Regions from separate parts of the Sus scrofa genome. Here regions 2 and 3 are each linked to region 1. Evidence: chromatin contacts called from public HiChIP or PLAC-seq data. All regions are on one chromosome and are shown on one strand. Each heading gives the region's core, a stretch centred on a gene start, on an enhancer-like site or on the middle of the called end of the contact. The rest is flanking DNA. Distances are from core to core; before and after follow the strand shown.

Region 1 (2,823 bases), core at 13-2,512:
CAAACCAGTGAACATGACAAAAAAGAAAAAGACCCATGGATACAGAGAAGACACTAGTGGTTACCAGTGGGGGAAGGAGCAAGACAGGAGGAAGGGATTAAGAGGTACAAACTACTGTATATAAAATAAATAAGCTACAATGTTATCTTGTACAGCACAGGGAATTAGGTAACACTGGTAATAACTATAAGTGACGTATAACCTTTAAAAATTATGAATCTCTATGCTGTACAACTGAAACATGTTATAAATCAACTATATCTCAAATTTTTTCAAAAAGGGGGAGAAACAGTACAGTTTTTACAAGACGCCCACTGAATGTCTTTCATACATCCTCAGAGAAGTCAGAAATAGAAAGTTCCAGATCCCAGGAACATGGAAAACCTGATCCCAAAAGGTAAAGTAACATCCTAGACTTGGAAAACAGGAAATTCTAGATGGTTTTTGGCAAAACACACGAGGCCCCGCCTTCTGTGTGTGTGTGTGTGTGTGTGTTAGATTTCTGAGTCTGTGCATTCCTTCCAATCTGAGAATTCTCTAAGGGCTGAGCCTGCTGTTCTCGAGGCGGCCTAGGAGTAACAGTGGCAACAAAACAGCCTACCCAAGAAAGAGCAAAGGATACTGTCCTTGCCGCTGCTTCGCAGAATCGCACATTTCAAAACCCACCCTGCAAGACAGGGCATCTCCCCGACGCCGGGGAAGCTCCTCTCCAGGGAGAGGAGGGTGGCTGTGCTTGTGAATGGGCGCCTCTGTCTTGGGCGTGATGGCTGGATAAGCCACGCTCCTGGGCTGGGCAGGGCTGCGCATCTTGGAAATACATGTTTCTTTGTTGCGATGGCTCCCTGGAGATAACAGCAGCGGCCCAGAGGCGAACACCCAACCACAACTCCAACATCCACACGGAAGGAGGGCATCGGGGGTGGGGATGCGAGAAATTCCATCTGCATGAAGTGTGCTGGGAAAGCCTGGCTGGTGAGAGCACGCGGGCGCTTACGGTGTTGCTGTGACTCAGCTGCTGAAGAAATGTGTGTGCGTGGGGAAGAAAACAGACGGCAACGAAACGGAGGAGTCATGCTTCTCATTGTTAAGGGGAATATATAGAAAATGCTACTGAGCGCCTAAAGCTGAAACGGAATACAAAGCACACACATTTCCCTCCAGCCCCGATTCATTTAAAACGGGAGCTGGCCATCGAGGCACCCGGCACAGTCGGCGAGGTGGTCCACGGGCAGGCCGTGTGCTGGCGTGCTCCTGGGCTGACGACAAGGTACCCGCCCCTCCCCAGCTCCCAGGAAGCCGCCAGGAAGGCTGTGCAGAGCTGGGGGGCGAGGAAGTTAGAATTTAGCTGATGCTCCTGCCCAGCTTCTCCTCCACAACAGGCCGGGAGAAGCAGAGTTTTTGTGGGTGTGCTATTCAAACAGGCAGGCCCTTGTGGTTTGTCTTTTGTTTAATTTGTTACAAGATCACACAGATTTTTTCAACAGAGTTTCAGAAAGTGTCTTGGGAAATCCACAAAAACGAGCTGAATCATCTAACCCAAAGCAGCCAGCAGCACATGGGACCGGCTCCTCCTCTTCTTTCTCCTGAGAGAAAGTGCCCAGCCTCGGTCAGATGTGAGCAAGGACGTGGAGACGGACTCAGGGTCGGCCAGGCCAGCCCGAGCAGAACACCAGCCCTGAAGACCCGAGGACTTTTCCTCGATGGGGGAGGGCACGTGTGACACAACCTCCCCAGGCTTCAGGAGCCCGGGCTGGTTCTGGGAAGACTGCAACCCAAGCAGAGGCCTCCTACGGGAACCTCTCTCCCTCCCTTCTTCCCTTCTCCCCCTGGCTTTTTTTTTTTTTTTTTTTTTCTGTCTCTTGTCTATTCTAGGGCTGCACCCACAGCATATGGAGGTTCCCAGGCTAGGGGTTCAATCCGAGCTACAGCTGCCAGCCTATGCCAGCACAGCAACGTGGGATCCAAGCTGCATCTGTGACCTCCACCACAGCTCACCGCAAGGCCGGATCCTTCACCCACTGAGGGAGGCCAGGGATCAAACCCGCAACCTCATGGATGCTAGGTGGATTCGTCTCCACTGCGCCACAATGGAAACTCCCCTTTTCTTTTTTAAACTCAGGTTCAGCGCATTTCTACCTAAGTCTGCAGAGCAGGTTGTGCTCCTCTTGGCCTGGGGCCTGGCCCTCTGATTAGAGGAGGTGGTAGGTGGGGCCTGTCTGCTCACATTCCAGCCCAAAGAGAACGCGGCTTCTTGCTTTGCAACAGGACTGGGTTTCAGGCCTCCGAGAGTTCAAACCAGTCTTCAAAAGAGTCTCAGTCAGGAAGAATGAAAGGAACCCGAGAGTGGAGGAGTCGGTTGGTGTTTTGACACTGTCTCTTTTCATTAGAGAGTCACATTTCGGGGAGGGAGGGGTTTCCCCTTTTGAAAAATGCTCCCGAAATGCCTGACTCACTGCGCTCTTGCGAGCAGTCAGCACAGTGCCTGGGAGTCTGGGGCAGGACAACCGCAGCCGCCAGGGTTTCAGATGTCGCTGAGCCAGCTTTTCCCACGGGGCCAGAGGCCCGAGAGGGTCCTGCTTCCGTTCCCAAAGGCCCAGGCTGTTCCCCTCGTGGAACAGAAAGGGGTCCAGAGGGGATTCTGTGCCACAGCTGCCGTCTGTCCGACCGCATCCCGCCTCTAAGGCGCTGGAGGCGCAGGCTCTGAGTCTGCGATGTCTTCATCCTCTTGGCAGAATCTGGCTCAGAGCGCGAGGTGGGCGGAGAAGGGAGACACCAGCCCTCGTTACTGAGAGAAAAAGGTGGCAACCCTGAACCAGGAAGTGC
Region 2 (3,115 bases), core at 30-2,529, 270 kb after region 1:
AGGGAGAAGCACTGGCAGAGCCCTGGGGGCTAAGGGAGGAAGGGCCAAGGACAGTGAAGGACAAAAGAGCAAAAAGGGTGATTGAGGAAGACCGCCAGGCTGAAGTCCTCTGTCACGGTGGCCCCACGCCGCTTCCTCCTGATGGAGCTTTTGGGCAGGATGTGACTTGGAAGGGAGCGACCACTGTCCTTTCCTCCACCCCCCACCCCCACCCCCGCTCCCCGTGGAGGCGGGGGGGGGGGGGGAGGCGGGGAGCAGAGCTCTGTGCATCTCGCTCACGCGGGCCCATCTGCAGAAGAGGCAGGATGCTCCGAGGTGGGTCCCGGGTGCTGGGGGGCCGTGCCCTCCCTCTTTCCTTCCCCGGGATCACAGCCAGGGGCCCCCGCGCAGCCCTGAGGTGGATTCGAGAAGCAGACCTCGGGCAGCACGGGGCTCAGAGGCCAGAATCAGAGCTGACGCTGCCTGGGTCCTTCCCGTCACTCTCCAGGATGAGATCATTGAGACAATGGTTCCTAAAAAATAAAAGGGCCTTTCTGTTTCCCTTTCCAAATATGTTCTAGGACATTCTCAGAATGCCCCGGGGGATACGTGCTCTTAAACTTTCAACATGGTGAAGGCCTGGGAGGTGGTGGACCGCGACAAGAACGCTGGGAGTGTGACCAGCACAGGCCCGGAGGCGCCCATGGCCTCATCTCTCCGCGTCTGAGCTCCCGGTTTCATGCTCAGCCAAGGAATTCGAGCTTCACTTTTAGCGTCAGGGAGAAAACTAAAGATTGGTATTGACCAGTACCTTCTTTTTCAAAATGCACACAAAACATGCATGTTTCTCCTTACTCTTTCTTTTTTTTTTTTTTTTTTTTTTTTGAGGTTTTTGCTGCACATTTAGGAGTCAGAATCTGCATGATATTTAGGATGAAGAAAGGTTGAGTTTTTAATCTCAGAGCACAAGTTCTCGGGTAACTTTCAAGTTCCTCAGAATCTTCTGATTTTCCATCTGGTTCGAAACCTTAGTTCCATGTGCAGTTGGCAATGGCATTTTCTCCCACTAGCGACTTCTGCATTTGCTCTCCAGCCTTCAGTTGTGTGCGTGGCTGTGGGCATGGGTACGAGCACCCTTTCGGGCGCCCAGACCTTCGCGTGCTCAGGTCCCCGTTGGCAAGGGCTCCTAGAGGTGAACCAGAGTCCTCCCTCCAGGCAGGAGGCACAGGCACGGCCCCGCTCCTCAAAGTGCCGAGATCCAGGCAGTGTAGACGTGCAGAGAAGCTGTTCTCGGGGACATACCCAATACAGGAAATGAAAGACGGAAACGATGGTTTCAACCAAGTGAGAGCAGAACTGAAAGTCTGCAAATAAAAATTACAGATCCTTAATCACAATTTTCTCTCCGCACAGGCTGTATAAAAGCGTGCCATTCTCTAAGAGGCTTGCCATGTTTTCAAGACCTCTTGAGTCGTCGTGACTTCTGCCTCTTGACTTCGATTCGACTCCGCAAGCAATAAAACAGTAAAAGCACCTCATTTCCTGCTCTCCATGTACTGCATTAAGGAGGTATTTCTCCACCAGAGCTGCAGCTCCGAGGACCCTTCTGCCCGCCCGGCCGGGCTGCTCAGCTGGGTCCTCTCTCCAGACTTTCTTGAGGAAGCAGAGAAGCATCTCAAACCCCAGCTTTTTGGTTCATTTCTATGCCAAACATCTGGGGCTTGAAAAAGAACTGTGCATGGAGATAAAGTCACCACCGACTCTGTGGAAAGGAGCATTAGGCAAAAAAGAAGTCGGACACATTAATTAAAATGGAAGACTAAATGAGCTGCAGAAAAGGTCGTGAGCCAGGGTCCCCGTGTGGGATCCATCCCCTTCGGTTAATTCTCTCATCCTTCGGGTTCTTGCTTTTGACCTGCTGAATTTGCAGACTTAGGAAACAGGACATACATGCAAACAAGTTCCGGCAAGCAACAGCTCGCAAACAAGATGTTGCAGTGAAGGCTCAGAGAGGTCGAGGGACTCACCCACAGCCACACAGCTCAGACGTGGCCAACAGGGCTGGAACTCAGTTTCCAGCCCATCTCATTCTCTTGCCCCACAGGGCCTCTCAGGGCACAAGTCACTGCCTGACAATCCAGATTTATGTGGACATGCCTTGCATTTCTTCAGGGAGCCTCAGCCAGGCCTTCCCTCTTCTGTGAGGTCAGGGGTGTGGCACCTCTTGCATGTGTGCCCAGGAGCTTACGGAGAAACGTGTCCGGCCACTTTCCCGAGGCTTGACAGATTTTCCCACAATGGCGTGAATGGACAAGAAAATGCAGCTTTGCTTGACGGCCCCACCCCAGTGCCCCTCTCCTGACTCACAAGCCACCTGGGGTGCCAGCCCAGGAGACCCGGGTCACTGCCACGCCTCGATGAAAACCTGCTCCCCGTGAGCCTGGCTAACACCCCAGTTATTCGGCATTGCTGAGGGGTCACGGACAGTTTAGCTGTTAAAGGTCTGGGTGATGGGCTGGGGTCAGGGACACGGGCATGCTGGGCCTTAGGGACCACCATCCTGAAACAGGGACCGTAAATCCTGTGCTCACGGTTTGGGGGAGACTAACAGGAGGTGATCTTCAATGTGCCGTGTGGATTCGGGGGACACAACGGTCGGTCCACAGCAGCTGTGTGACACCTGCAGAGCAGCAGTGGGCCTCGCAAGCCCAGGCTGCACAGGATGAGGGCTGATCCTGTGGCAACCCGTACTCCATCCCCCGCACGCCACGCGGCTTGCCCGCAGTGTCCAAGGTCAGGGAATCGGTCATGACCGTGATTCAGCAGGAAGCAGACAAGAGAGCAGAGCCAAAGGCCTGGTTCTCCTCTCAGCTCTGACACTAACACTACCGGATTAATAGCATTTGTCGTCCAGACCCAGGGCGTCACACGCGAGGAGTCACAGGCAGGGAAAGAAAGCTGCGGTGCTGCAATCAGTCCAGGCTGAGGCCATGTTCGCGGGGGTGGATCCAACAGTTTTACCATCTGCTCTAAAAGGCCAGCACCTGCCAAGGGGAAACTCCTCCTCTCCAGGCCCTGCCTCCTGAGGTGCTGACATCCCTAACCCCTTCGGACGTCAGAAGGTGGCCACTCCAGA
Region 3 (2,838 bases), core at 116-2,615, 370 kb after region 1:
AAAAATATATATACACGACGAGAACGGCTTATCCGAAACAGTTTAATAAATACCCCGATCAGAAATTCAGTGACTTGTCTATGAACAAGTTTAGAACCTGGCTGTCGCATGTAATCCTCAAAAGGTACAGTGTACTTAGTGGGTCCGAATTCTCTAATAAAATGTGTTCTCAATTCTTTTTGCTATGGAGTCAGGATCACAAATCCAGTTAGGTTTGCTTAGACAAAGTTGTGTTTGGTTTTCTGTTCTCTTGCACTTCAGAACCGTGTTGGCATTTTAATTGTTACATCTTGATAGCAACATTTCTTTCATGGAAACCTTTTAATGGCAACTCACTCTTCTCTGAGCTATTTTAAGAGGAAATTGTATTTGAATGGTCTAAAAAAAAAATCCAGGGCTTTCTAGGGGATTTTGTCAGTTGGGTTTTCCTTGCTTATGATCTCATTGTCCAGGATTGTATAAGCTTCTAAGAATCAAAGGGATAGTGGTTTCTAATAAGTATACGCAAACACAGAACTATTTTCACTTTTATTCATATGCTAAATATATTCGCTCAACTGGCATGGACTTCATAATGAATCATGATGAGTCTGTTTGCCCTCCTCAAAAAAAAAAAACCCAAAAAAGCGATAAAATTGTAACAAAATCAATTCCCTTTGGAAAAGGAGGCAGCCAGTTTTCCAGTACTGCTTGCTTGCCATGGAAAACTCCCCCCCGACCCCGTCAGTGATAAACTCGCAGAAGTAAGTATATAAAAAATGTAGATGAAAATAGGTGTCATCCTCACAGGGTAAGGAGCTCATGAAAATTAAGCTCCTAGAGCAGTGCCTGGCGGGCGCCACGTGGCCAGTTAATCTCATGGATTGTCCTTATTCCTGACGCTCATCTCATTGTGTGTAGTCAGCCAACTTGCAGTAGCATAAGTTCTTGCTAGCTTTCTCTGCCCATGTTAAGATATATATATGTAATATGGCACATCTCTCTCTTTTTTTGAGTAGACTCATAAATGATGGTTTCAAATGGTTGCAGAAAAATCTGGCATCGTCTGGGGGAAGGAAATAATGCAAATATCCTCTGAAAGCCCACGTGAACTGTAATTTGAATGTTCAGTTCAAACAGATGACCGTTGTCAGGGTTCTCTGTTCATAGAATGTCCCTTGGAGGGTTATGATTTATGAAGAAACTGTTTTCCAAATGAAAGAGCAGAGCATCTCAATGGGGGAGGAAACCTCGAGCCTATAAAACACACATGCCGATGAATGTATAGGTTTCTGTAAGAAATGCATGGATAGTTCCCCCTGGTCGCCCTGATGAAAAACTCGTCTTGTCCGGTTGCATCACCTGTTGTGCCAACAGAGCGCTCATGCTGAAGTGGTGTTTGCACAGGACAAAGGAAAAGGGGAACTTGGCATGTAGCTGGTTTAGTGAAGCCAGTCTACCATTTCAAATCACCAAGGCCAAACATTCAGTTGGATGGATAGTTTTCTCTTGCTGAGACCACGAAGCCATTCTTTTCTGTCTGTTTGGTGCCAGTGAGGAGGGGGACGCACGAGGAAAGTCTCCACCACTCGACGGGGATTTTCTGCAGTGTATTTATGCGAGGTGAAGCTCAGAGGATTTTCCCTGTGTAACAGCACGTCAGGATGGCTGTCGGGTTTGCCAAAGATGCTCAGCAGCAGCGGTGACTCATCAGATAGAACAGCCGCCAGACACAGCCCCCCGGGAATACGATTAAGCACACATTCTCAGCTGTCAGATGCCTTGGGCTCAATCTCAGGCTCAACCCTTCACGAGCTGCTTGACTTTGAGACAGCTCCCCAACCTCTCTGAGCCTCAGAGGAGGCACTCTCCTTGGCAATAGGCTCTCTGGACCTGATCCCAAAGGCCATGGAAAGAGGGGCCACAATCACGTACACAGAGTGAGCAGAGCAGTGCCTCAGGCACAGTGGCCAGCACACATTAGTGATTATTAGACAATGAATAATGTTTCCTATAACTGCACTGAGATCATGAGTCATGTAGAGTATTTTGAGGAGCGGCTTCGCATTTGGCCGGAGATACAGATATGAACATCATGGCTTCATTCGGTAAAATCCTGGCAACACGGAGCCACTCTGAAGCTTCTCGACCATGTTAAGGTCTCAGATTCTAGAGCGAGCTCAGCAATCAGGTACCATCAGTTTAGACAGGGCTGTGAAGATCAGGAGTTTTAGATAAAGTCCACATGGCTCGGATATTAAATAATTCTCAAACTCTGGATTTAACTATGTCAGCATAATTCCGGGAGTAACCATTTAACCAATTGTTTCAGTCCGCTCTGGCTGCTGTAACAAAATACCACAGACTTCAACGACAGATTCATCTTCTCCTCGCTGTGGAGGCTGGAAGTCCAAGGTCAAGGAAGGTGCTGGCAGGTTCAGAATCTGGTGAGAACCTGCTTCCTGGCTTGCAGATGGCTGTCTTCTCCCTGTGTCCTCACGGGGCCTTTGGTTTTATGAGTGCCTTGCAAAGAAATTGCTGATATTCCTTAATAAAGATTGCTGAAAAATTGGAAACGTGGTTCTAATATGCATGCAAATCAGATAAAGAGCAGAGGTTCTAATATGGGGAAATTCCAGACCCAGGCAGACCTCAGAGAGATTTTGGGTTTGGTTCCAGACCACTGAAATAAAGTGAATATTGCAATAAAGCAAGCCACACATGTTTTTTGGTTTCCCAGTGCATATAAAAGTCAGACTACTATAATCTCTTAAGTGTGACACAGTGTTATACCTAAAACACATTCACACCTTCATTTAGAAATACGCTACTGCTAAAAATGCCAGAACAATCACAAGA

The links. HiChIP or PLAC-seq counts read pairs in DNA pulled down with a chosen protein or histone mark.
Region 2: an H3K27ac HiChIP or PLAC-seq map of alveolar macrophages shows a contact between it and region 1. The contact joins two enhancer-like sites. A contact is called at or near these places in 1 of 47 Hi-C or Micro-C datasets (embryonic fibroblasts) and 1 of 2 datasets of contacts at active chromatin or transcription factors (alveolar macrophages).
Region 3: a contact with region 1 is called in an H3K27ac HiChIP or PLAC-seq map of alveolar macrophages. The contact joins two enhancer-like sites.

Annotation. Positions count from the first base shown.
Region 1 is chr10:66,775,585-66,778,407 of Sscrofa11.1, reverse strand. No RefSeq gene overlaps it. Among named protein-coding and RNA genes, the nearest start is that of PITRM1, 220 kb to the left of the region's middle. Within about 2 kb of position 1,262, at least 19 of the 83 cell types and tissues checked have an H3K27ac peak or open chromatin away from gene starts, as enhancers often do. A contact at or near this core is called in alveolar macrophages, where this site is marked.
Region 2 is chr10:66,507,950-66,511,064 of Sscrofa11.1, reverse strand. No RefSeq gene overlaps it. Among named protein-coding and RNA genes, the nearest start is that of KLF6, 21 kb to the right of the region's middle. Within about 2 kb of position 1,279, at least 23 of the 83 cell types and tissues checked have an H3K27ac peak or open chromatin away from gene starts, as enhancers often do. A contact at or near this core is called in alveolar macrophages, where this site is marked.
Region 3 is chr10:66,408,603-66,411,440 of Sscrofa11.1, reverse strand. No RefSeq gene overlaps it. Among named protein-coding and RNA genes, the nearest start is that of KLF6, 78 kb to the left of the region's middle. Within about 2 kb of position 1,365, at least 22 of the 83 cell types and tissues checked have an H3K27ac peak or open chromatin away from gene starts, as enhancers often do. A contact at or near this core is called in alveolar macrophages, where this site is marked.